7 separate regions of the Mus musculus genome follow, and all the other regions are linked to region 7. Evidence: chromatin contacts called from public ChIA-PET, HiChIP or PLAC-seq and promoter capture Hi-C data. All regions are on one chromosome and are shown on one strand. The core of a region is the stretch at or near the end of the contact, and the rest is flanking DNA. Distances in the headings are between cores, read along the strand shown. Region 1 holds the start of Carf (calcium response factor). Region 2 holds the start of Nbeal1 (neurobeachin like 1). Region 3 has its middle 53 kb from the start of Icos. Region 4 has its middle 30 kb from the start of Gm38137. Region 5 holds the start of Icos (inducible T cell co-stimulator). Region 6 holds the start of Ctla4 (cytotoxic T-lymphocyte-associated protein 4). Region 7 overlaps Raph1 (Ras association (RalGDS/AF-6) and pleckstrin homology domains 1).

Evidence for each region. Promoter capture Hi-C pulls out the DNA fragments that hold promoters and counts their contacts. ChIA-PET counts read pairs in DNA pulled down with a chosen protein or histone mark. HiChIP or PLAC-seq counts read pairs in DNA pulled down with a chosen protein or histone mark.
Region 1: a promoter capture Hi-C map of the HPC-7 cell line shows a contact between it and region 7, with 4 times the contacts expected there. The contact joins the promoter of Carf here to the enhancer-like site in region 7. A contact is called at or near these places in 6 of 39 promoter capture datasets (the C10 cell line, the HPC-7 cell line, HPC-7-derived erythroid cells and 3 more) and 2 of 115 datasets of contacts at active chromatin or transcription factors (effector CD8 T cells and memory CD8 T cells).
Region 2: an RNA polymerase II ChIA-PET map of memory CD8 T cells shows a contact between it and region 7, with 38 read pairs. The contact joins the promoter of Nbeal1 here to the enhancer-like site in region 7. A contact is called at or near these places in 9 of 39 promoter capture datasets (the C10 cell line, the HPC-7 cell line, HPC-7-derived erythroid cells and 5 more) and 4 of 115 datasets of contacts at active chromatin or transcription factors (effector CD8 T cells, embryonic stem cells, memory CD8 T cells and 1 more).
Region 3: an RNA polymerase II ChIA-PET map of memory CD8 T cells shows a contact between it and region 7, with 6 read pairs. The contact joins two enhancer-like sites. A contact is called at or near these places in 2 of 115 datasets of contacts at active chromatin or transcription factors (effector CD8 T cells and memory CD8 T cells).
Region 4: a contact with region 7 is called in a BATF HiChIP or PLAC-seq map of CD8 T cells, with 5 read pairs. The contact joins two enhancer-like sites. A contact is called at or near these places in 2 of 15 datasets of contacts at CTCF or cohesin (CD8 T cells and the NIH/3T3 cell line), 6 of 484 Hi-C or Micro-C datasets (CD4 T cells, the STO cell line, Th1 cells and 3 more), 5 of 115 datasets of contacts at active chromatin or transcription factors (CD8 T cells, a beta-TC-6 cell line, embryonic fibroblasts and 2 more) and 3 of 9 other capture datasets (adipose tissue, liver and pancreatic islet).
Region 5: an RNA polymerase II ChIA-PET map of effector CD8 T cells shows a contact between it and region 7, with 28 read pairs. The contact joins the promoter of Icos here to the enhancer-like site in region 7. A contact is called at or near these places in 5 of 39 promoter capture datasets (the C10 cell line, cranial neural crest, frontonasal cranial neural crest and 2 more), 1 of 15 datasets of contacts at CTCF or cohesin (pro-B cells), 14 of 484 Hi-C or Micro-C datasets (B cells, the BV-2 cell line, the C2C12 cell line and 10 more), 3 of 115 datasets of contacts at active chromatin or transcription factors (bone marrow-derived macrophages, effector CD8 T cells and fibro-adipogenic progenitors) and 2 of 9 other capture datasets (liver and macrophages).
Region 6: an RNA polymerase II ChIA-PET map of memory CD8 T cells shows a contact between it and region 7, with 993 read pairs. The contact joins the promoter of Ctla4 here to the enhancer-like site in region 7. A contact is called at or near these places in 1 of 39 promoter capture datasets (macrophages), 1 of 15 datasets of contacts at CTCF or cohesin (the NIH/3T3 cell line), 1 of 484 Hi-C or Micro-C datasets (bone marrow-derived macrophages), 3 of 115 datasets of contacts at active chromatin or transcription factors (effector CD8 T cells, large pre-B cells and memory CD8 T cells) and 4 of 9 other capture datasets (adipose tissue, liver, macrophages and 1 more).

The regions. Positions count from the first base shown.
Region 1 is chr1:60,096,794-60,100,056 of GRCm38.p6, reverse strand. Carf (calcium response factor) reads right to left here and starts at 1,810. Exons shown (of 16, transcript NM_139150.5): 1 at 1,750-1,810. Wdr12 (WD repeat domain 12) reads left to right here and starts at 2,150. Exons shown (of 13, transcript NM_021312.5): 1 at 2,150-2,550. The coding sequence starts at 2,510.
Region 2 is chr1:60,179,241-60,182,470 of GRCm38.p6, reverse strand. It overlaps Nbeal1 (neurobeachin like 1), which reads right to left and starts at 1,872. Exons shown (of 55, transcript NM_173444.2): 1 at 1,786-1,872; 2 at 717-1,008. The coding sequence starts at 767.
Region 3 is chr1:61,029,414-61,032,706 of GRCm38.p6, reverse strand. No RefSeq gene overlaps it. Among named protein-coding and RNA genes, the nearest start is that of Icos, 53 kb to the right of the region's middle. Within about 2 kb of position 1,951, at least 18 of the 459 cell types and tissues checked have an H3K27ac peak or open chromatin away from gene starts, as enhancers often do. A contact at or near this core is called in memory CD8 T cells, where this site is marked.
Region 4 is chr1:60,832,044-60,835,210 of GRCm38.p6, reverse strand. No RefSeq gene overlaps it. Among named protein-coding and RNA genes, the nearest start is that of Gm38137, 30 kb to the left of the region's middle. Within about 2 kb of position 1,335, at least 12 of the 459 cell types and tissues checked have an H3K27ac peak or open chromatin away from gene starts, as enhancers often do. A contact at or near this core is called in CD8 T cells, where this site is marked.
Region 5 is chr1:60,976,290-60,979,477 of GRCm38.p6, reverse strand. Icos (inducible T cell co-stimulator) reads right to left here and starts at 1,564. Exons shown (of 5, transcript NM_017480.2): 1 at 1,462-1,564. The coding sequence starts at 1,519.
Region 6 is chr1:60,907,747-60,910,914 of GRCm38.p6, reverse strand. It overlaps Ctla4 (cytotoxic T-lymphocyte-associated protein 4), which reads right to left and starts at 1,890. Exons shown (of 4, transcript NM_009843.4): 1 at 1,636-1,890. The coding sequence starts at 1,744.
Region 7 is chr1:60,528,995-60,532,084 of GRCm38.p6, reverse strand. The region is part of intron 2 of Raph1 (Ras association (RalGDS/AF-6) and pleckstrin homology domains 1); the gene reads left to right. Among named protein-coding and RNA genes, the nearest start is that of Raph1, 36 kb to the left of the region's middle. Within about 2 kb of position 1,749, at least 11 of the 459 cell types and tissues checked have an H3K27ac peak or open chromatin away from gene starts, as enhancers often do. A contact at or near this core is called in CD8 T cells, the HPC-7 cell line, effector CD8 T cells and 1 more, where this site is marked.

The DNA of each region.
Region 1 (3,263 bases), core at 561-3,060, 430 kb after region 7:
ACCCAAACCAAACAAATAAAAAAATCCCTAATATCAAAAAACAAATAAACAAACACCAAGAGACTGTTAAGAAAAAGAAATCTTGTTCCAGATAACACTGAGTCTTCATGAGGACCCCAATAAATGAATCCCAGAAGTCTGCAGTTGATATAAGCTAAAATTAAGAGAACCAACACTCTAGCATTAGCTATCTAGGTAACGCCTGCAAGCCATACCAGCTAAGACATGTAAGTGACTATTGAAAAAAGCTCGTCCCAGGTATTCTTAGTCACTTATCTTCCCTTAACTAAATACCTTAGCTAAATAAAAATATATTTTAGTGAATTCAAGATGTGTGCTTTGCAAACTGAACTCTGAGTAATTCCTGTTCTATATCTTCCTAATCATAGTTTTCCACTCGAATTAAGATTTTAAAAATGTACTGTCTTCCAAATGTATTGTTAATCTGTTAAGTCCAAACTAAAGGAAGTTTAAAATGATGTTTTAATTAGTTATATGTTATCAGTAAAAATTCAATAGTTAATTCGTCTGGTAACACTGTTATCAGCAAACCCAATCTGAACAAGGAAATTTTTTTTCCCTGTATTTTGGGCAGAGGTTTTTCTCATTTTATGCCTCCACCTACATCAGTGGTAAAAACTTCTATTGGTAGCTCTTATGAGAAAAATAGTTAACATTTTCTGAGTGCTTCTTATGCGACATTAAATTGTCACAGCTAATCTTAGTGTGGCACAGAGGTTAAGTAACAGGTAGAATCAAATTCAGGCATTCCTGTAATGGGGCATGCAATTCTGTAAAATGAATAAACTGAGAACAGTCATGCTTTTTGGGTCGTTGTCCACTTAACAAATGATTGTTTTCGCCTCCAACTGACTAGATAACTTCTAGTTTTCTACGGATTTAAATTTAATTAGGCGACATATAGAAAACCTCTCACCATATTCACTGGTTCACTCATACCGCTAAGCCAACACATTTTGCAATCCAGTTCTGCCTGACTCTAAATTGCTGTCTCAGAGTAGTGTGTCCCTGTACCCCACCCTACCCCCGGAGGTTTTCAGACGAATGCCTTAAAAAAGTGACTTTGGGATCTTAAGAGTAATAGCCCCCATCTATTCTCCACTCAGGAAAATAACTAGAGTAATAATCGAGACCATTGAGACCGAGACAAGCCTTTGAGTGACATCAAGATTAAAAAAATAATTAATAATTAATAATAATAATAATAATAAAAGAAGCCCGAAAGCAGGGGAGAAGGTGCAGAGGACACTTTTCTAAACGTCAGACTCGGAAAGGAGGGGAGAGGCCCCTCTCGGGCGGGCGCTCCGGCCCAGGACTCGGATGCTCCGTGGCGGTGGTGCGTTCTCGGGCTCCGCACCCTCTGCGGGACAGACACCTCGCCTCCCCCTGCGGCAGCCTGCCTTCTCCCGGCCGCGGGGCCCCTCCCGGGCCCACGGCGAAGGAGCCGCCGTGGAGGCGGACGAGGGCGCAGGGACAGCGCACAGCGGCGTCCGGCGACGGCCGGGGGCGGGGGCCGGCGGTTGCTCCCAGCCCGGGAGGGTCAGGAGGTGACGGGAGGAGGCGGCAGGGGGACGAAGGGAGGTTGGGAGGGAGCGTCCGGTCGCTGGGCACAGACAGCTCTGCCAGGCCTCCGGCTCCCCCAACCCTGCCGCCGCAGCGAGCCCCACAACGCGAGAGGGGAGTCCGCCGTAAGCAGAAGGGAGAAAATTCAAAACGAGACTACTCAACCTCGTCTTGGCTCCGAGGCCGCGCCGTGGAGACCAGCACAATGCGCAGGCGCACCCCTCCTGGAGGCGCAGCGCAGGTCCATCAGATTAGACCCTTCTCAGCCACCGTCGCCCAGTTCCCTTCCGACTCGTTCTCCTTTCCCGAGTTTCCGCTCTGAAGCCAGAGGTAAGAACACATGGTCTCGGCCGAATTTGGCTGTTGGAACAGTGCACACAAGACGAACAGATGGGACCTTTGTCACTCAGAATAAAGAAGCAGGAAGTGTAATATCTGCCCGGAGAAAGGAGTATTAAAAGCAGATATGAGACCCTAAATGCGGTGTGGCAAAATAAATAAAGCCTACAACTCCCAGTGTTCAGAGGGTCTGAAACGCGCTCCCTTCTGGGGTTTGTAGTATCTGAGCGCTGAGTCTAAAGGGTCTGGGTCTAAAGACACGCTTAAAATTTGGCTCAAGCTAGTTATTTTCTTTATTTTCCTAATAGATTACGAATCTAGATAGATAAGAAACAAAAGTCTTAAGGGGACTGGATGCTTTTAGGACTACGCTTGACTAATCGATGTTTCCTAAATCTCGGAATAGGTACTTGATGTGTGCGGGCTGGGCGCTGGTGGAAATCGAACCTCGTGGTATGTTCTGTAGGAACCTGAGGGAGCTAACTGAAGCCTAGCTCCTGCTGCGCTTGCGGCGCAGTCTACCTTAGAGCTGCTTGATTATCAACGCACACATTTTCGTGGAGAAGTCTCGTGTGTATATTCAGCCATGGCACAACTCCAGGCACGTTTCTACAGCGAGAACAAGAAGTAAGTAAGGGTTCCAGCTTCTGTCCCTGTCTTCCAGGAGCCGATCTCGTTTGAAGACTCCTTCGATTTGATCCTTGCTGTTTTGACTGGGGATATACATTAAAGAAGAAACGGACAAGGTTTTAGTAAATCAAAGTTGAAAGAACTTTAATAATTATAATGGCTACAATTAAAAGAATTTATTGCAAATAAGATAAGCTGACTGATAGAAAAAAATAAAAAAGACTTCATTCGCCTTCCCCTTCACGTGCCCCGCACTTCTGCCCTGTCTCATTTGGAAGCGGTGTTCACGTCTTCTTAAATCTCCGTTTTCTACCCACTTTCATGAGCTTTTCATAATTTGACGTGTGTGGAGGACCAGGGCTTCACGTTTGCTTTCTGCATGCTGCACACATCATGTCAGTAATTTGAGAGTTGAACAGGCTTGTCCGTTAACGGTGTCTCGTGGTTTCTGAAAGCACAACTTCATCCCCCCCCCCCCCCCAAACAGACTAGAAACTGGCTATGGAGTTTGTAGAGCTGTTTTTTTAATTAGAATGAAGCCAATTCAGTGTCCGATTTGATTAGGTGTATTTTGTGTGAGTGTGTCCAACTTAGGTTTCTCTTGTTGTGATAAAACACTGACAAAAAGCAATTTGGGGAGGAAAGGGTTACAGTCATCTCAGAGGAGGCCAAGATAGGAGGAACTCCTGGCAGGAACTGAAGCAGAAACC
Region 2 (3,230 bases), core at 623-3,122, 350 kb after region 7:
CTGTCTTTACCCCCAATTAAGGGAAGAAAAAAATAGCAGAAAAATAAAATATTTGGGGCAGATAAGATGGCTCAATGGGTAAAGCACCTGCCACACAATCCTGATGACCTAAATTCAATCCTAGGAACCTATATAAATGTGGAGAGGGACAACCAAATCCACACAATTGTCCCCTGACCTCTAAAAAAGTACCAAGGCACCCATGTGGCCCCCCCACATATCCTACAAACAATAAGAGTTTTATTTTTCTTTTATAGGTACAATCTACCTATATAATTTTGAGATCACTGAAGATATATCAAAGAAATATTTGTAAGTTTTTAATAGCAGGCCAATATTGTCAATGTACTCAAAACTGAAAAATAAATATGGGAAATTCAAGATCTCTTACATGTTTTTTAAAATTTATTTATTTCTCTTGCATGTTTTTTAAATTCAGGATGGGGGAGTTGTTTGGGGTTCTGTTTTGAGAATTGCAGCCCTGGCTGTCCTGGAAATGTCTTACGTCCACTAGGATAGACTCAAACTCACATAACACCACCTGGCCCGGCATTGTTCTAGGACTCTGTTCTGGGACTAAAGGTATGCACCACCACACCTGCCAGTTCAGGATTATCAATATGCACAAACACACTACACAATAAGGTCATAATGCTGGATACAAAATTTTATAATCAAGTAATTTTAAGTACAGAAATAAAAGGAAAGCAAATTACCTTTGTACAATAAAGCATCCAAAGTTCAAAGAGCCTCTCTCTGGCTGCCATTCTGGCTTTCCACTCTGGTACTTTAATATTTCCTCAAAAAGACGGTTCAAGACCATATCATATTACTTTATTTTCCAAGTTTATCAGCCGTTACAGTAAAGCTCAAAGCAGTGGAATAAACAAAAAAAAAACAAAAAAAAAAATTCGTAGAACAAATAAGACTGTCTCAGGTCAATAAGGGTCAATTTCAGCAACTACTCCAACACTTCTTCATCAGGGGTAGCTGGTCTCGTAAATAGGTCTGTGAAATACAAAAATATCCTAAGTTTTTTTAAGCCACATTTGAAAAAAAAAAATCCAGATATCCGTCTGCCTTGATCACCCCATTCAAAGGGATAAATTTTTAATGTGATTAGATATTCCAGAAACTCCTGTTTGGCACACCACGACTAATGATCAACATAAAATACTAAAACCTTCCAGGCAGATTCACAACCAAAACTGCGGTAGATGGGAAGGAAGACGGCTCCCTACTCACGCCTTCCTTTAACCAGGAGCACAGATCAAACACAACAAATATCCGAGATTTCTCGCCAGCTTCTTAAAAGTTGCTGGGAATGTTTGCTGCGTTGCAGGGCAGGGCGTGGGGGGAGGGCCCGAGGAATTCCTGGTTTGTTTGTTTTAACCATCCACACAGCGAAAGTCATCCTGCCTACCTGGCTTCCACCTCTCCACCCAAGAAGAAAGGGGCTCACACACCGTGGCAAGGACCACCTCCCGTGGGACGACCCCAGACCCCGCCTCGCAGCAGTCCGGGGACCTTTCCATTTCCTCCCTGCGTCCCCGTTACGAACAAGAGAGACAAACGTCAGGCGTGCCAATCAACTTCAGAAGCGCGGCCCGGAGCGCTCTGGGACCCAGACCCGGGACCCACGCCAACCGGCCGCAGCCAGACCCGCCCGGGCCGGCCGCGCCCCCTCGCCCGCCGCCGCCGCCCCTCAGGCTGCAGCCCTGCGCCGCATTCCCCCGGGCCTTCCCGCCCCGCGGCAGCCTCCGCCCGACCTCGGCGTCCCCTCACCACGCTCACAGGCCCGCCGGCGCCACCCCGCCGCGGGCTAACTTGCTGCCCTCCGCCCTGCCCGCGGCGAAGCCCCGTGTCACCCCGAAGCCGGGCGGGAGGCGGAGGCGGAGGCGGGGTAGCGCCGACGCGGGGTGGGAGGAGCCAGGGGCGGAGCAGCCCCTGGGCTAATCATTCCGGCCTCTGGGGATTTACCCGGCCCTCCGGCAGCCGCTCCTCGAGGGCCGCTCAGCCCCGAAGCCCCTCCCCCGGCATGCCTGCGCAGCCGCAGTGCCCTCGCTCAGGCTCTGAAAGCGGTCGGAGCCAGCCTGGGCATTCCGGTCAGTAGTCACCCAGCTGGACGTGAGGGCCGACGTGCTGACGTCGCTCCCCGCCCCTGCTAGGTGGGGCGGACGGAACTTTCCTCGCCTGGCGGCGCCTCTGCGAATCAGCTGAGGACCGGCGACCCTAGGGCGTCTCGAAGGGATCTCGATTTGATTTCTTTGTAGAAATGGGATTGGTCCTGGGACAGAGCTCAAAAGCGAAAAAAGAAGAAAAGAAATCTTTACCTGTTCTGGCGTCGTTGCCTTTGTACTGTCACTGCCATTCTGTGTCTGTTCCAAGGAGACTGCTGTACGGAATGAGTTCCGTCTTTCAGAAAAAGAAGCAAAAGGCAGTCTTATTAGCTGCACACACTTTCTTAAGGTTGTTGTTGTTGCTATTGTTTTAAGAGAGGAGAAAAGCGTAAGATTAACCTTTTAAATCTAAACATTTAAGAAACTATTGTGAAATTTTACAAACATATAAAAAAATCAGTTTTAGAGCAGCTTAGCATCTGAGATGCCCTGTGTTTGATTCCTAACAAGCACACACAAGGAAACAAAGTAATAAAATGAACTTCTATATGTAATCACTAAGCTTCAGAAATAATCGAAGCCACCCTGAAGAAACAGGTCTGTGATCTAGCACTTAGGAGATGGAGGGAGAGAGATCAGGAGTTCAGCGCTGACATGGGCTACCTAGCAAGTCTGGGACCAACCTGTGCCGCATGAGACCTTGCCACAAAAGAAAAGAAGAAGAAAGGAAAGGGAGGGAGATGACTTGCTGTGCAAGCCAGACCTCCTGAAATGCAAGATGGAGACTGGAGGGCCAGCGAGCCCTGGCCACAAACAAGAGACCCTAGCTCACTAAATGGAAAGCAAGAACCTACTCATGAAAATTATCCTCTGGCATATACACATGCACAATAGATAAATAAATGTAAAGCTACTAATGCCATCATGGGGGTTCACTATGTGACCTTTATTTTTAAAATATACTAATGCCCCCACATGCCCTGTGTGCGTCCTTGTGCCACATATGTTTGTATACCCTCTGAGGCCAGAAGATATCTTATCCCTGGGAGCTGGAGGTCTGGGTGGGGGTGGGGGCTCCTGACATGGGTGCTGGGAACATTGTCTTGTGTG
Region 3 (3,293 bases), core at 702-3,201, 500 kb before region 7:
CAAAGATTGGAGTAATATACTTTGATAATGCTGGAAATGACCATAAGTCAAGAAATTCTGAACACCGCCAAGGTGGGAAAGCAAAGAAATAGATTGTCTGCTAAGCTCATTAAATTAACTATGGACTTCTAATCTCCAGAACTCTATATAGTATTTTGAATGAGAAATGTTCTCCACAGTCTCAACTGGTCACCAATTTGTGGAACTGTTTGAGAAGGTGTGGCCTTGCTGGAAGATGTCATAGGGCACAGATTTTGAGAGATAAGGTTTTCCCCTTTGTGTTTGGCGTTCAACATATGAGTTTGCAGCTTGCTACTCCAGCTGTCATGACAGTTGCTTCCAAATCTTGATTGACTCCTATCTTTTTGGAAATTAGCCCAAATAAACTTTCTTCTATAAATACTTTGGTGTTTTATCACAGTAACAGAAGTAAGAAATACACTCTGGGAAGATAAATGTTTCTTGTTTACTCAGTGATATATATATACATATACCAATAATAAGAAATCAACATACCATTTCATTCTTGGATTCTCTTTAGCTCCAAGGCCGCAGCACAGATTCGCCTCTGTCCACCTTGGTGACATTAGTTCCAGCATAGCTGGCTCCTGCAAGAGAAGCTCAAACACATGACAAGTGGTACAATTAGAAGCCTCTCGTAACAGAAATGACAGTAGGTCCTAATGCATAGTGAGACATGAGCTCACTGTGTCAACCTTGTCTCCCTTCCTCTACTCTTCTCTGTGATCTGTAGTGTTGATCAGTTTACTGTCCCACAAGGTGGATGTCTTCATCATGAAATACCACTTTCTATGGTATATATATATATATATATATATATACATATATATATATGTATATATATATATATATATATACCAGAAATCAACATACACCATCTCATTCTTGGATTCTCTTTAGCTCCAAGGCCACAGCACAGATTCCCCTATACTATAGAAAGTGGTTTCCTATAGATCACCTGCCTGACTCCCTTGACCAGATACCAGTTGGGTTTCAATGGGAGACAAAATCAGGAGACATAGAGAGTAAGTCTGAATCTCTCTCCCTCCCAGGTTATATGCATGGTCTTCTAAGATCACATAATATCAGATAATACTACAGAGGACCTGCTCACAGGATCATGTTCCTGTTACTCTTGGGAGTTGTCCTATCAACCCGGTGTCCTTCCGGAATCCTCCCTACACATCACTAAATAGCCTCTCATTATTCTTTTAGGGCCTGGAGAAATGGCTCAGCATTTAAAACATGTACTGCTTTTACAGAGGACTTTCAATTCCCTGTACATAGGGAGGCTTACAATGACATGTAACTCTAGCCTCAGGGGGAATCAGACGCATCTGACCTTCGCATGTACCTGCACCCAGGTTCACATTTACAAAGACAGACAGACAGATAATTAAAAATAAATCTTAAAAAAGGCATTCCTTTGAAAATTCAGTTTGCATTGTGTTACTTGATTTCAGTTTGCTTTGTCTTATTTGATTTTTTTTTAACTTCCTTATATTCTCCATTAAAGCTAACTGAAGCTCAGGATGGTTACCTCACACACTTCTTCCAAATGTCAGATCATGATTTCAGGTAGCTAACAGAGGCCTCATCTGTTCTCACTGAGGTGGGAGATTGCTGATGTTCTCCTAAACTTAAAAAGGGCCAACCTCATTATTGCTAACATCAGGTCTGGACTTCACACATGCACTTAATCAGCTTGTGTTTTCTTCAATGTCTCTCTCTCTCTCTCTCTCTCTCTCTCTCTCTCTCTCTCTCTCTCTCTCTCTCTCTCTCTCTCTCTGGCTCTGTTCTCATTCTGTAGGTCCACTTGTTATTATTTTTAATAATGTATGCAAATTCTGTGAAAATATATTGTCTCCTATCTTGTTTTGATCATCTTGACACCACATTTTCCTGTTATACAAACATTTCAGAGTGTGGTTTGTCCTCAAAGACCATGCCAACTGAGAGGAAGTGTCTCTGAGAGGTGTCTGAGTTATCTGTGGCCATTTTTGATGAAGTTTGCAATTCTGACAGCTGTGTCCTAAATTAAGAAGAAGATGGGCATTTCTCCAGAGATAAACCAATTCATCAAGAACTCATCTTGCACATAATAGAAAACTTTAATAATTTAGCTCTACTCTGGGATCAGCCAGGCTGAAACATGTTGTTGAAAGATATGCAGTTTGGGCTTTGAAATACAAACAAGAACTTGAAGTAGGTAAACAGAACGTGGCCAAGCATAGGTCTCAGGAAATCTGCCTGAATGAACAGCGAAGAAAGATTTATAATTGGCGTATCAATTATTTCTGTGGGAGTGGATGTTTTACGATGCTTAAGGGTACTTAAAAAGTTTGTTCTCATAAGTAATTTAAACATTCCTCTTGAAATACTGTTTGCCCTATTCATTTATTTTTTTTAATTAATCACAGAATCATAACATTTCAAAGCTGAAAGAGGCCTCAGAGAAAATTCAGTGTAACTTTCCTTTTGCAAACAGATTCTTGGGTCACTCTTAGCTGCTTAGTCACAGTGCAAGGCCTGCACTGTACACACCCTCAATACAGCTTCAATTCCAGCGACTCTGACTCCAGCTCAGCTGGATCCTTCTTGACTCTAGGGTGAAATCCAACCAAACAAAGCACTTTGTGCTGCACAACACTCCTCTCTCATAGTCACTGCCTAAGACAACCTCCTACAGGTCTACTCTCACTTTCTCTTCCATCAAAGAAAAGTGTGTTCATACATTCAGATTCCACCAATCTCTTCTGCCACAATATTCAGAGGGGGATCTGGTCCACCATCTGCACACTCTATCCAGTCCTCTGGAATCCCCACTCCATCAGCTTTTGTCACTAATCCCTATGTCCAGAACATTCCTTGATAGCATTCTGTTCTTTTAATAATTGTTTTTAACTGGGCTTGGTGGCACCTGCCCCTAATCCTATCTCTCTGGGGGCAGCAGCAGACAAATGTTTAAGAGGTCAAAAGGCAGCCTGGTATATACATTTGTGAGTTCCTAGTCCAGCCAACGCTACATTGTAAGACTGACTCAAACAAGCAAACAACAAAAAAGCCCAGCAGGAACAACAAAACCCAAAGATTATTTTTAATGTATTCTTTGACATTTCGTGCATATATACATCATATTATACATCATGTCTTATTTGTATCCACACCCAGTTCACCTTCCTTTTGATCCTCCCCAAATGGTCCTCTTTCATACTCTCTCTCTCTCTCTCTCTCTCTCTCTCTCACACACACACACACACACACACACACAC
Region 4 (3,167 bases), core at 86-2,585, 300 kb before region 7:
GGATACACAGTTAGGGGATTCATTCCTGGTGTCTTAGTCGGAGTTTCTATTCCTGCACAAACATCATAACCGAGAAGCAAGTTGGGGTGGAAAGAGTTTATTCAGCCTACACTTCCACACTGCTATTCATCACCAAAGGAGGTCAGGACTGGAACTCAAGCAAGTCAGAAAACAGGAGCTGAAGCAGAGGCCATGGGGGAGGGGATGCTACTTACATGGGGGGGGGGGATGCTTCCCCTGGCTTGCTCAGCTTGCTTTCTTATAGACCCAAGACTACCAGCCCAGAGATGGTCCCACCCACAAGGGGCCTTTCCCCCTTGATCACTAATTGAGAAAATGCCCCGCAGCTGGATCTGCCCCACAGCTGGATCTCATGTAAGCATTTCCTCACCTGTGATAACTCCATACTATGTCAAGTTGACACAAAAGCAGCCAGTACACCTGGAGAGGCTAATTCTCTCTCCTCTCTCCCTCTCCCTCTCTCTCCCCTCCCCCTCTCCCTCTCCCTCTCCCTCTCCCTCTTTCCCCCACTCAGTTGTTATTAGTTACTTGTAGTTCTTTGTCTAGTAGCAGAACTCTGTAAGACATTTCCCCTTCCATGTTGGCATCTTTGTTGGTGTACTTATTCAAGTCTTGCTTAGGTGGACATATTGTAGAGGTATCCTAGGTGTAGCTTCCCTGTCGTTTCTAGGAGATACAATCTCACACAGACTTACACATATTCTGGGTCTTAAAAACTTCCTATCCTATCCAGATGTAGGACTTGGATTGTAGATGTGTCCACTGGAGCCCACACACACACCAGGCTAAAAATGGGTAAAGTAATCCCATAGATGTCATTAGGGAATATCATAACACATCATACCATATCGCATGGTATCATATCAGCAAAATTTTTATTTGGCCCACACAAATTTCATTTACTTCTAAATCACTACTGTTTTCTTCCCCTATCCACTAGTGATAAGAAAACCACAGATACTTCAGATATCCCAGCACCAAAATTGTGGAGAAGTGAGACTCAGATTATAAATTTATCAGGGAGTATTTTATCCTCCATTGCCACCTCAGTGCAAAGCAAAATAGCTAGTTTTTCTGAAGATAGTTTGATAAGTTCAAACAGAATATGTTTGATTAAAAATAATTAATTACATGCCTATCAGAGACATTGAACATATAATGTTCTACTTAAAAATTTTTTGTTACCTTAAATCTGTATGGCTTTGGGGTAATAAAGACATTGATGAGCAAAATAACCAACCTTTGCCATTATCAACATCATGAAAAGGCTTTGAAGGTTTCTGACTCATGACAGAAATCTCAAGTTTCAATTTTGTTTCTGGGAAAGTGGGCACGATCTTTGAACACTGGCCCTATTGAGTCATGCTGTTTTCCTCACACATACACTAATTGTTTTATAAACCTCTGACTTTTACGAAGAAGTACTCCAGAGTACTTGCAGGAATACTGTAGCCCCATTGGTGACCAAGACTGTGACCCTTGGAGTAACTGTCTTTATTTATCTTTGTTTATTTTTATTTTTTTACTCTAGAGCTACATTGTGACCTATCTCTTTATAAGGCATGTCATTTACTCTGATCCAGGGCAGGTGATTAATGCAAATTATTTCATATGAACCTCAGAAATCTGTCACTAGGGATTATTGTTATCTTCAATTTATCAACAATTAGCTGACACTGACAACCAGGAACTGAGGCCACATAGTACAGTTGTTGCTTTGGAAATAGAATTCTGGTATGATTTCAACTATGCTTTGAACAATTCTGAATGTATATTCTCACTTCTGGCTGAGCTAAACACATGCTGTTCCCACAAGAGAAAACAGAAAGTAAACATTCTCCCTTGCTTAAATACATAGCTTCCTTGTCAAAATTGAGGAATGATTCTATTTTCAATTGTTCTTTCAAAGTATAGCTATCAACTAGACTATTCAAAATACCTTACTTGCACTTCAGCCAGAGAAGCAGGTAAAATAACTGTAGCTCTTCACCCCTCTTCTCTCTTCCAAAGCCAATTCCCCAGTCATTTCCAGCTCTCTACCTGCTGTGGCCTCCCCTTCCTCTCTGCCCCCACCTCCAATGGACCACGGTAAACTTTCTCCTCCAACTTTCCTTTCCCCAGCTCATCCTGTTGTCCCTGCCCCAACACCAGCAGGCATTTCCTGGGAGTCCACCAGCCAAGCCTGCCTGAGAAGCAAGTAGTCCAGAAAGCAGGTAGGCAAGCTTCAACTCCTCACTCTCTCCTCTGTATTCAGTCCCCAAGTCTCATCCCACCTCTGTAGCAGACACCCTGTTGTGGCCTCTCCTCACTCTTTGCCCCCATTTCTGGAATAGAATACCCTGTTTTGCTCCCTCCTGTGGACCCCCACAGTGCCCCCAGCCCATCCCCATTCCTAAATTCCAGCTCCTAATAACTAGAAACACATTTTACCGGGAACCCCGGTGGCCACACCTATCAGGATCCCAGAAGAATTTCCTACCAGACAACACACAGCCATCACACCCTCCTAAGAACCTGAGAAGACACCAGAAACCAAGGAACAAAACACATATTCAACAAAGACAAGACCAGATATCAGAACCTACAATTAAAATCTTCTCAAACCCAAATACCTAGACACTATCATAAAAACACAATCAGTAACAGCCAAGACAATATGTCTCTTCTCCACTAGAATCCAGCAACTCTACCACAGTAGACTCTGAGAACTACAGCATAGCTGAAACACAATAAAATGACCTTAAAATAGCCTTAATGAATATAACAGAGGTCTTGTTCCCCGCCCCCCAAAAGATCCCTTAAATGGAATAAATCCCTTAAAGAAACCTATAAAAACACGAACAAACAGTAGAAGGAAATGAATAAAACTGTTCAGACCTGGAAGTAGAAGTAGAGTCAATAAAGAAAACATGAACAGAGGGAAAATCTATAAATGAAATATTTAAGAACTTGAACCGAAACCTCAGAGGCAAGCCTCAAAGCCTCATCAACAATACAAGGATATAAGAGACAGAAGAGAGAGTCTAAGGCATTGATGGCACAGTAGAATAAATGGATACTACAGTCAAAGAAAATGTTAAATCTGAAAAACTTCTGACACAAAATATCCAGGAAATCTGGGACACTGTGAAAAGACCAAATCTAAT
Region 5 (3,188 bases), core at 315-2,814, 450 kb before region 7:
CATTTCCACAGAACAGTCTGTATGGCTCTAGCTACACACACACACACCTCCCTGTCTGACCTGGATCCTTGGTGCCCTCTCTTGCCATCAATTCATACGATTGTTTGATTCATGTCTCTTTCACTAGTACTCAGCTAGTCTCAGCAGAGTGGGCCTGCCTGGTCTTGCTCACCACTGTTTATACAATAGCCAGCCCAGCATCTCCTGCATGGCAAGTGTCCAGTGATGCGTGAATGAACGGATGAGTGGATGAGTAAATGAGTGGATCTCCCTGCCATGGTTTTTCTTGTTTCACGTATGCTGCTAAGCTTTTCAGGGGGGTTGTAAAACTAGCGTGCAGAGTAGAAAACACATCTGGCCCAGAGCTGTTCTTAGTACTTCTTCCAGGTAAATACAACAAGGTCTTCGCTCTTCATCCTTCTTAAGAACATTTGAGTGCCTTTGAAACAGCACAATACTAAATGTTTAATAAATCCAATTTTAGGTTTGACTTCTTTTTGGAGAGAAAAGTAATGTCTCCTTCTTTCTACCACTGAAAAAAATGCATTTCCAGATGGACTTATACCACTGAGCATTCTGCTTTTGCTTCTCCTATTAAAGGCATTTCCCACCACTTAATGTTTCACTTCACTTATCCCAATTTCAAGAACAGTATGTAAGTGCATATAATAAGAAGCAGCAAAAGACTGTATGTAATTACTTACACTGCACATGACCCTCTTTAAACTTCTCATGTAGAGTCTGATAAATGTCACCCACGAAAAAGAGTCAAAGATTCCAGAATGTTTAAGGTCTAGAGGGACTAGTGAATGCTGTCAGTCATTTTCTCCCCCTTTTTACATTTGGGGTGATCTTCATATCTAGTGTCTAAAAGCCTTATAAGATAAGCCAGGATTGGTATGGCTCTGTCTTGAAAAACAAAACAATCAAAAATAAAAAGCAACAAAACAAAACAAAAACCACCAACCCTATGGCAGACTGTACATTTAAGACTTAGGACCAACCAGGTAAGAGTAAAGTCAAAATTTTCCTTTTGGAAGTCATCCACTTTTTTCTCTACTATAGAAGGATTTCCAGGGCTATTCAATTTCTATTCTTTTGACACAAATAATCTTGCCTTTCATCTTTCTCTAAAAAGAGTGAGCTACTCTCCTACTTTATACACTGTCAGGTAACTTTGAACAAGTAATTTAAAATTTTAATGGTCTGTTGAAATGTACTTTTTCATGTTAAAACACAGTATCAAAAGAAGCACTGACATCCACGCTGACCGGGCATGACGCCCTGAGCCGTGAGCTTCAGTGCCTCTGAAACTGTCTGTGCTTGTTAAAAACAAAATAAAATAAAATAAAATAAAATAAAATAAAATCATTTTCCATTTTTACTTAATTTTTCTACTTCAGATTTTTCTTAATGTTCTCTTGAAGTAGAACTCAATAAGAGCTATGGATGGCCACTCACCTGTTAAAAGTCTGATTAGGAAGCAGAAGACAAAGACACGGCAGAAGTACGGCTTCATGTCTGCCAGGAGCAGTTGCAGTCTTCTCCTCCAGTGCTCAAAAGTGTCAGTGAAGTCGTGATCTCAGTTGTTTTCAGTTTTCTGGAGAGGAAGTGGGTTTGTGGAGGTTGATGTGGTGTCACATTTATCATCCACTTCTACTTGGAGAGCTATCACAGCGCCTCCTGCATGGCAAGTACCCGGTGATGTATGAATGGATAGATGCGTAAATGAATGACTAGATGGATGAATGTGTGAATGAATACATGGATGTGTGAATAAATGGATGGATGGATGGATGGATGGATGAATGGATGAATGGATAGATGGATGCATGCATGTATGAATGAGTGAATGGATGGATGTGAGAATGGAAGGATGAATGGATGCATGTATGTATGTATGTATGTATGTATGGATGGATGGATGGATGGATGGATGGATTTCATTTTCAAAGCTATTTATGTGTCATTTGTGCTTCTAGGGACTTCATGGACCATTCATATCACTGCTGGGTGGAAAGCATTACCGTTTGTAGGGTGGATGCTTAATTCACAGATTTTTGTTGATCATGAAGGCAGGAAGAAAATGTGACCCTCTTTCTGGTTAGAAACACAAAGCCCATCATTTTCAGAAGCAATTCATTCAGATCTCTATATCAATAGCTACTGGGGACTGCAGGATCCAACACAAATTATGAATAAGGCATATTTTGACACATTTGTCAGGGCTATTTACTCCAGAGATGTAAGGCCTTTGAAATAGGACAGAAAATAAATGAAAGTTTTTAAGAAAATGACATTTTAAAACATCTGAAAGAGGAATATTCCTGGAATATGAGAAATAATATTTATATGGTGTTCATTGTAGATTATGATTTTATAAATGATAGGGTCAGGTTTAAAGTGACTTAACCCCTTTTCTCTAAGTTACAGTCATCTGTAGAAACTCGAGAGTCTGTCTGCATGTATGGTGCAAATGAAGCAAGAAAGCTAAGATGCCTGATAAAAATCTCTGTCTCTGCAGAAAGAGAAAAAAGACAGTAGCAATGGCAATAATGCAAATAATTTATTTACAGCCACCTAAATTTTATATGAAATATATCTTAATTAATTATATATAATATTATATATAATATAATATAATATAATATAATATAATATATATGTGGTATATATATTATATATATATATATATATATATATATATATATATATATATATATGATATATATAATTTAAAGGTAAAGAGGATGAGAAATGGCTCAGTGGGTAAAAGCACTTGCTGTCAAACATAAGGACCTGAGTTCAAATCCTTAACAACCTTGCAAAACCTGGGTGTGGTTGTGCATGCCTGTAACCACAGAACACCACAGGAGGGCAGACAGGAGGATCCTCAGAGCTCACTTGTCAGTCAGCCTAAGCAAAATGGTGAGTGTCAGGTTCCATGAGAGACCCTGTCTCAAGGAACAGCAGGAAGAATGATAGAGGAAGGTGCCCAGTGTCCTCTTCTGGCCTCTCAATGACTGCTCATAGACTACACACAACACATGGATACTACACACCATACCACACACACACACACACACACACACACACTTCAATGTAGAATAACAAATGGCTTACTTTGTATAGAGAATACCAAATACTATGAATATAGTTAATAGTATGCTTAAATTGTTTTAATGGAC
Region 6 (3,168 bases), core at 641-3,140, 380 kb before region 7:
ATGGAAACCCCACTAGAGTGTTTAAAAAATGTTCTCTCCCACATTAAAGTTTTTGTGGCCTATTCAGACAAGAAACTGTCCATGACTTATTTAGTAAAATTAGATTATCAAATATCATTTGTGCATCAGTGTCACACAAACTATGTGATTTCTTAATTTAAAAGATCTAGAGAGAGATGCTCAGGGTCCAGTAGATATGTACATCTCAAGGCACATAACAAGCCTGGTATTAGCCTTTCAAAAGTTTCTATTTCATCTGAAAAAACAGGGATTCGTACTTAAAAATCCATGGATAGTTAATGAAACAATTAAGGATTTTATGAAGAAAAAAAATAATAAAAAGACTCTTAGGCCAAAAAGCTGATAATTGTTTTCTTCCTTTCTCCCTTTCTCCCTTCCTCCCTCCCTCCCTCCCTCCTTCCTGTCCTCCTCCCTTCTCTCTTCTTTCTTTTTCCCTCCCTTCCTCCCTTCCTTCCTTCCTTCCTTTCTTCCTTCCTCTCTTCTCTCTTCCTTCCTCCCCTTTTCTTGTCTTTCTATCACTTTGCCTTTCTTTCTTCCTTCGACTTAAAACTATTCCATCTTTAAAATAATTAACTAATTTATTTTCCCTTTACTTACTACTTCTTCTATTCTTTGAGATTAATATAATTACATTATTTCTCCTTTCTCTCCTCCAAACCTTCTCATGTACCCCTCCTTGCTTTTCTTTCAAATTCATGGCCCCCCTTTTCATTATTTGTTGTGATATGCACAGACTATAGTTATAGTCATTCTTAATGAAACCTGCCCATTCTATATGTTATTTGCTTTTTGTTTTGAAGGCTGACCATATGTTATTGGATAGTCAGCTGGTGTGCTTTTCCCTTGGCAATTTCCTACTCTCCATATTCCTTGGCTTCCTGTAGTTATTGCTATAGTGCTGAAGCATCTTGGTCTTTCCCCATCCACTTGGGTATGTCTATTGTTATTCATGTCCTTATTCAGCTCAAGTTTAGGCAGTCGTGTTGGTGAGACTTTATGGGTGTACCATTTGACATCCTAAGAGACACAATCTCTCAGTAAACTCTATGTACCTTTGGCTCTCATAGTCTTTCTGCCCCCTCTTCTGCTATGTCCCCTAAGCCTTAGGTGTGATAATTTAAAGAACTAAGAGTGTCTCAAAATCTTAAAGTGAATGAGGAAAACTTCTTATTTATTTGAATTTAGGTAAGTTTTGGGGGTGGGATTGGGGGTAAGGAGAAAAACCTTAATGTTACTGTGATATCAAGATCAAATGTACTCACGATTTCAAATGCCCCCCTTAAATCTCTTAACTTTACAGGATTTTCTAGCAGTGACAAAGAACTTGTTCTCCCCCATATGGGACTTAAGGAACTCTCATGGTTCCTTAAGTCCCAGCTGAGATCCCAGCAAGCTGCTGTGGCTAGTCTCAGCTCCTTCGCTACTGCTAGACCTCCTATATTCTTCTTGGAACTTGTCTGTAGGAAGCTGTTAAACCAAAAAGTAGAGGGTTTGGCTTTAACTTCTGGCATTTCTATAAATCACTGTCCTCAGCTTCTGAAAGAAAAAAAAAAAACGAAACCCATGTAGGAAAAACACCTCCTCCACCTCCATGTTCCAGAAGTCTCCACTCACCTTCAGAGAAGACTGGGATGAAAAGAAGAGTGAGCAGGGCTACAAAAGGCCAAGTCCTAGAAGGCAGCTGCAGTTGAGCTTTGTACCTCCGGAGTCCAAGACAAGCCATGGCTGGGGGGCAAATGTGCTGAGGTCCTCAGGGAGCAGAGTAAAACCCAACAGGATCCAGAAGCCTTGAGATGTGTTTGAACCCACACAGACTCGGGGACTTTATATAGACAGCTTTGATCCAAGGTACGTGCTACATATGTGTAGTGCACACACAGGACACCTGAACAGAGAGCCTTTTTGTTTTGGTTTTACGAGAAAGGAAGCCGTGGGTTTAGCTGTTACGTCGTAAAGACGACCTCAAATATTCAAACTAAAACTGAACAAAACAAGCAAATCCATGGATGGAAAATGTACTCAACTTGAAACTGAAGCTTCGAGTCACCTCTGAGGACCTGGAGACGTGGAGTCTTGGAGAGTATAATTTCTGTAGTACAAGGAATCCCTAAATCCCAGTCCCAACTTTATCCAGTCATCTGGTCATCTTTAATCCCCCAGTACTCTTACTTAGCGTCCCATGGCCATCCCTCTTAGTCCTGGAGCTGATGTCTGAATTTCTCTTTGGAAGGCACCAAGAAAAATTGTGTCCTTCTATGAGCCCCTCAGTACACAAAAGGGTTTATTTTTGCCTAACTCCACTTAGTATTTTACTGAGAGAAAAATGCCAAAATCACAAGAAATGAAAGACACACACACATTTGTACATGCACATGCATGCACACATATGCACACACAAACACACACACACAAAACAGGGAAAGGGGCCTCTGGTTTTGTCCGTTGGGAAATAAACCAGATGCTTTTAAAACTGTAACAACGGCAAAATAAAGTTGTGGATGGCCCAGAGAAAGTCAATCCAAATGAAAAGACATTTAAAACCTCCACAGGAGGATGGGCTTTTAAAAAAAATAGTAAAAATTTTCAAAGGTAGAAACTTAAAACTTGGAGGCACAGCTCAGTGATAGAGACGTAGTTCATATACCTCAGCAATGAAGACACAGCTCAGAGGTATAGATGTAGCTCAGTGGTAGAATACTTGCCTAGTATGCAGTAGACCTGAGGTTCAATTCCCAGCACCACCAAAACTAAGGATATATATTACCAGAATTCTTAACCTAAGCTGTAAAGAAGGGCAAACATTCAATCATAAATACTATGGTATTTTTATAATATTAAAATTATTTAGAATGTTCAGTATTTAAAATATTTAAGTATTCTCTATATTAATGCATATTAGATAGTTAGGATAATTAATACACACATATTTGTAGTGCATTTTTAGAAGACTATACATTGAAGACTTCTCTTAAGTCTGGGAAGCTCTCATATAGTTCAAGGATGAGAGGGGTGTTCACTGCAGATCTATAACATGCTATGAATTGTGGGCACTTGGGATGGGATGATGGCAGGATAAAAAAACCTAGTTGGTTGCCTGGCATGGCAGAGGATGCCTTTAATAAGAGCTCTTGGAAGGCAGTGGCAAGT
Region 7 (3,090 bases), core at 500-2,999:
GGAAACCAAACACTCAAATGTATGGGCCTGTGGGAGCAATTCTCATCCTAACTACTACAAGCTGTAATAAGAAAAGGCATCATTTTTATCAAACTGTCTTCTGATGTCTGTAAGTACCAAACCATTTCTGTTTAATTTACTTCTCTACAGTTCTCTGTGACAGACATGTGAGTGTGGACACATGTATAGAGAGTCCAGAGGTTGACATCTGGTGGATTAGTCAGCATTCTCTTAAGGAACAGAACTGGTAGAATGAATGCATATATATTAAAGGAGGGTGGTTATTAGAGTTTTTACAGACTGTGATCCAGCCAGCAATGGCTGCTCCTGATGGGAAGGGCAAGAATTGGGTATAGGTCTCAGCACTGCCCTTCTGGTGCTGGAGTCCTGGGGGGTTCCTAGAGAGCTTCTGGTGTTCAGTCTATGTTGGAGCCTAAAGAAGTAGATTCTAATATGAGCAAAGGAATAACTTAGACACAGGGTAGATAAACCTGCCAGTGAGAGGGTAGGCAAGCAGGCAAAGAAGCAAAGGCTTCCTTCTTTCATATCTTTTAAGTGAGCTGCCACCAGAATGTGTGGCCCAGATTTAGGGTGGGCCTTCCCATCTCAAATAATCCAATCAAGAAAATCCCTCACAGCTGTGCACAGCTGCATGAATTTTATTTTATTGCAGATGCAGCCAACTTGATACCAGAGATTAGCCATTATATCCAGTATCTACCTCTATTCTTATGGCATATTTCTATTGTAGGGAGGTGGGGTTGCATGCTGTGGAGTATATGGAGGTCAGAGGAGAAGAATCTACAAAGTAGCAAAGACAGTTACAGGTTAAGGTCCTTGCGGTCAAGCCTTAAATTCAATCCCTGAGACCGACATGGTAGAGAGAACCAACTCCACCAGTTCTCCTCTTTTACATGGGTGCTGCAGATCTAAACTCAGGTCCTCAGGCAGGTGTTATAAGCACTAAATGAGCCACTTCTTACTTCTTAGCTTTTTTCTTACAGAAGCAGTGTTATGATAAAGATAATGATTAAGTGTCCAGTTCTATGCTGGTGTGTTGGTTTGAGTAAGAAGTGTTCCCTATAAAATTAGGTATTTAAATACTTGGTTCCAAGTCAGTAGCTCTGATGGAGAGGTTATTGGGGTGGTGTAGCCTTGCTGGAGGAAGTATGCCACAGGGGCATATTTGAGAGTTTAGAACTTCACACCTCTCTGGTTTGCTCTCTCTGCTGTGTCTGTGGTAAAGAAGTGGCCTCTCGGCTTCCTGCTTCTATCTACCCACTGCCAGGCTTCCTGCCATGATGGACTGACTCTTATCCCTCTGGACACTAAACCCAAATAAACTTTTTGCTCTTTAAGTTGTCTCTGTCATGATTTTTTTTCACAGCAACAGAAAGTAGCTAATACAGCTAGGACGAGAAGAAATAAATAGAAATTATAGTGTATAAAGGAAATTATCCAAGGGCTGGCTAGTATATTGTGTCTGTGACCAAGTGGTTGTACACTTGAGGAGGAGGCCAAAAAGAGAAAGCAGTTAGGAAAGAGTCAGACTGCCTTGGCTGAGGTAGGAACTCCACTCAGATGGTAGTTCTCCACACTCAGTATTCTCTTCTCACTTATATTTCAAGTTGCCTAACTTTTCATCTTCGAAATCTGTCATTAAAGAGAAACATTAGGGCTGGTGAGATGGCTCAGGGGTTAAGAGCACCGACTGCTCTTCTGAAGGTTCTAACTTTAAATCTCAGCAACCACATGGTGACTCACAACCACCCGTAATGAGATCTGATGCCCTCTTCTGGTGCATCTGAAGACAGCTACAGTGTACTTAATTAAAATAATAATTAAATCTTTGGGCCAGGTGAGTGGGGGTCTACCGGAGCGAGCAGAGATCCCAACAACTAGATGAAGGCTCACAACTATCTGTACAGATACAGCGTGTACTCATATACATAAAATAAATGAATCTTAAAGAGAAACATTAAAACCAATGCATATCATGACTTAACTATAAACATGTTCGTTTTTACGGATATTTTAAAAAATAGTTGACTTACTAAGATTCAGATTTACTTCATTATTTTAGCTCACTACCTGTGCACATTCGGTGTTAATCAACTTTAAGTTTCAAATAGTTAATGATTCCTCAAAAACAGCTGAAAAAAGATTGTATATTGGGCATTTTCCTGGAAGAAGATCTGTAGGATTTTTGCAGATTCCTAGCAACCTCCCCAAAGGTTAAAACTCACCATACTATATTACTAATTTCTTGACCTTAGGAGAGTGTTTCTCAGTATCGCCTTCTTTGTCTCAGCACCATGGGCAGGTAATTAAAAATACATATTCATTTATTTGAACTGGAAAGAAGTTGACTTTTCGTAAATTGCTTCTGAAAAATTATGTCTAAGGTTAAAGAAGAATTTCTCGGCTGTTTTTTGAAATAAAACACTGAGTAGATTGAGGATCACATTCATTTGATAGCATCAAAATCAGGATGAAGGACTAGAGAAATAGCTTAGTAGTTAAGAACACTGGCTGTTCTTGCAGAGGACAGAGGTTTGGTTCTCAGCACCTGAGTAGCAGCTCATAACTGTAACTCCAGTTTTAGGGGATCCAGCTACCTCTTCTAGCCTCTGCAGGCACTACATGCACACATGGCACATATCTTAGTCAGGGTTTTACTGATGTGAATCGACACCATGACCCAGGCAACTCTTATGAGGACATCATTTAATTGGGGCTGGCTTACAGGTTCAGAGGTTCTGTCCATTATCATCAATGTGGGAGCATGGCAGTGTCCAGGCAGGCATGGTACAGAAAGAGCTGAGAGTTCTACATCTTCATCTGAAGGCCGTTAGAAGATTGACTTCCAGGCTTCTAGGATGAGGGTCTTAAAGCCCAGGCACACAATGATGTCACACTTCCTCCAACAAGGCCCTACCTACTACAACAAGGCCATACTTCCTAATAGTGCCACTCCCTGAGCCAAGCATATTCAAATCATCACAGTACAATTAGATACATTCAGACAAAATACTCATACACATGAAAATGAATCTTTAGAAACAGAATGGAGATGGGGACTGACTGTAT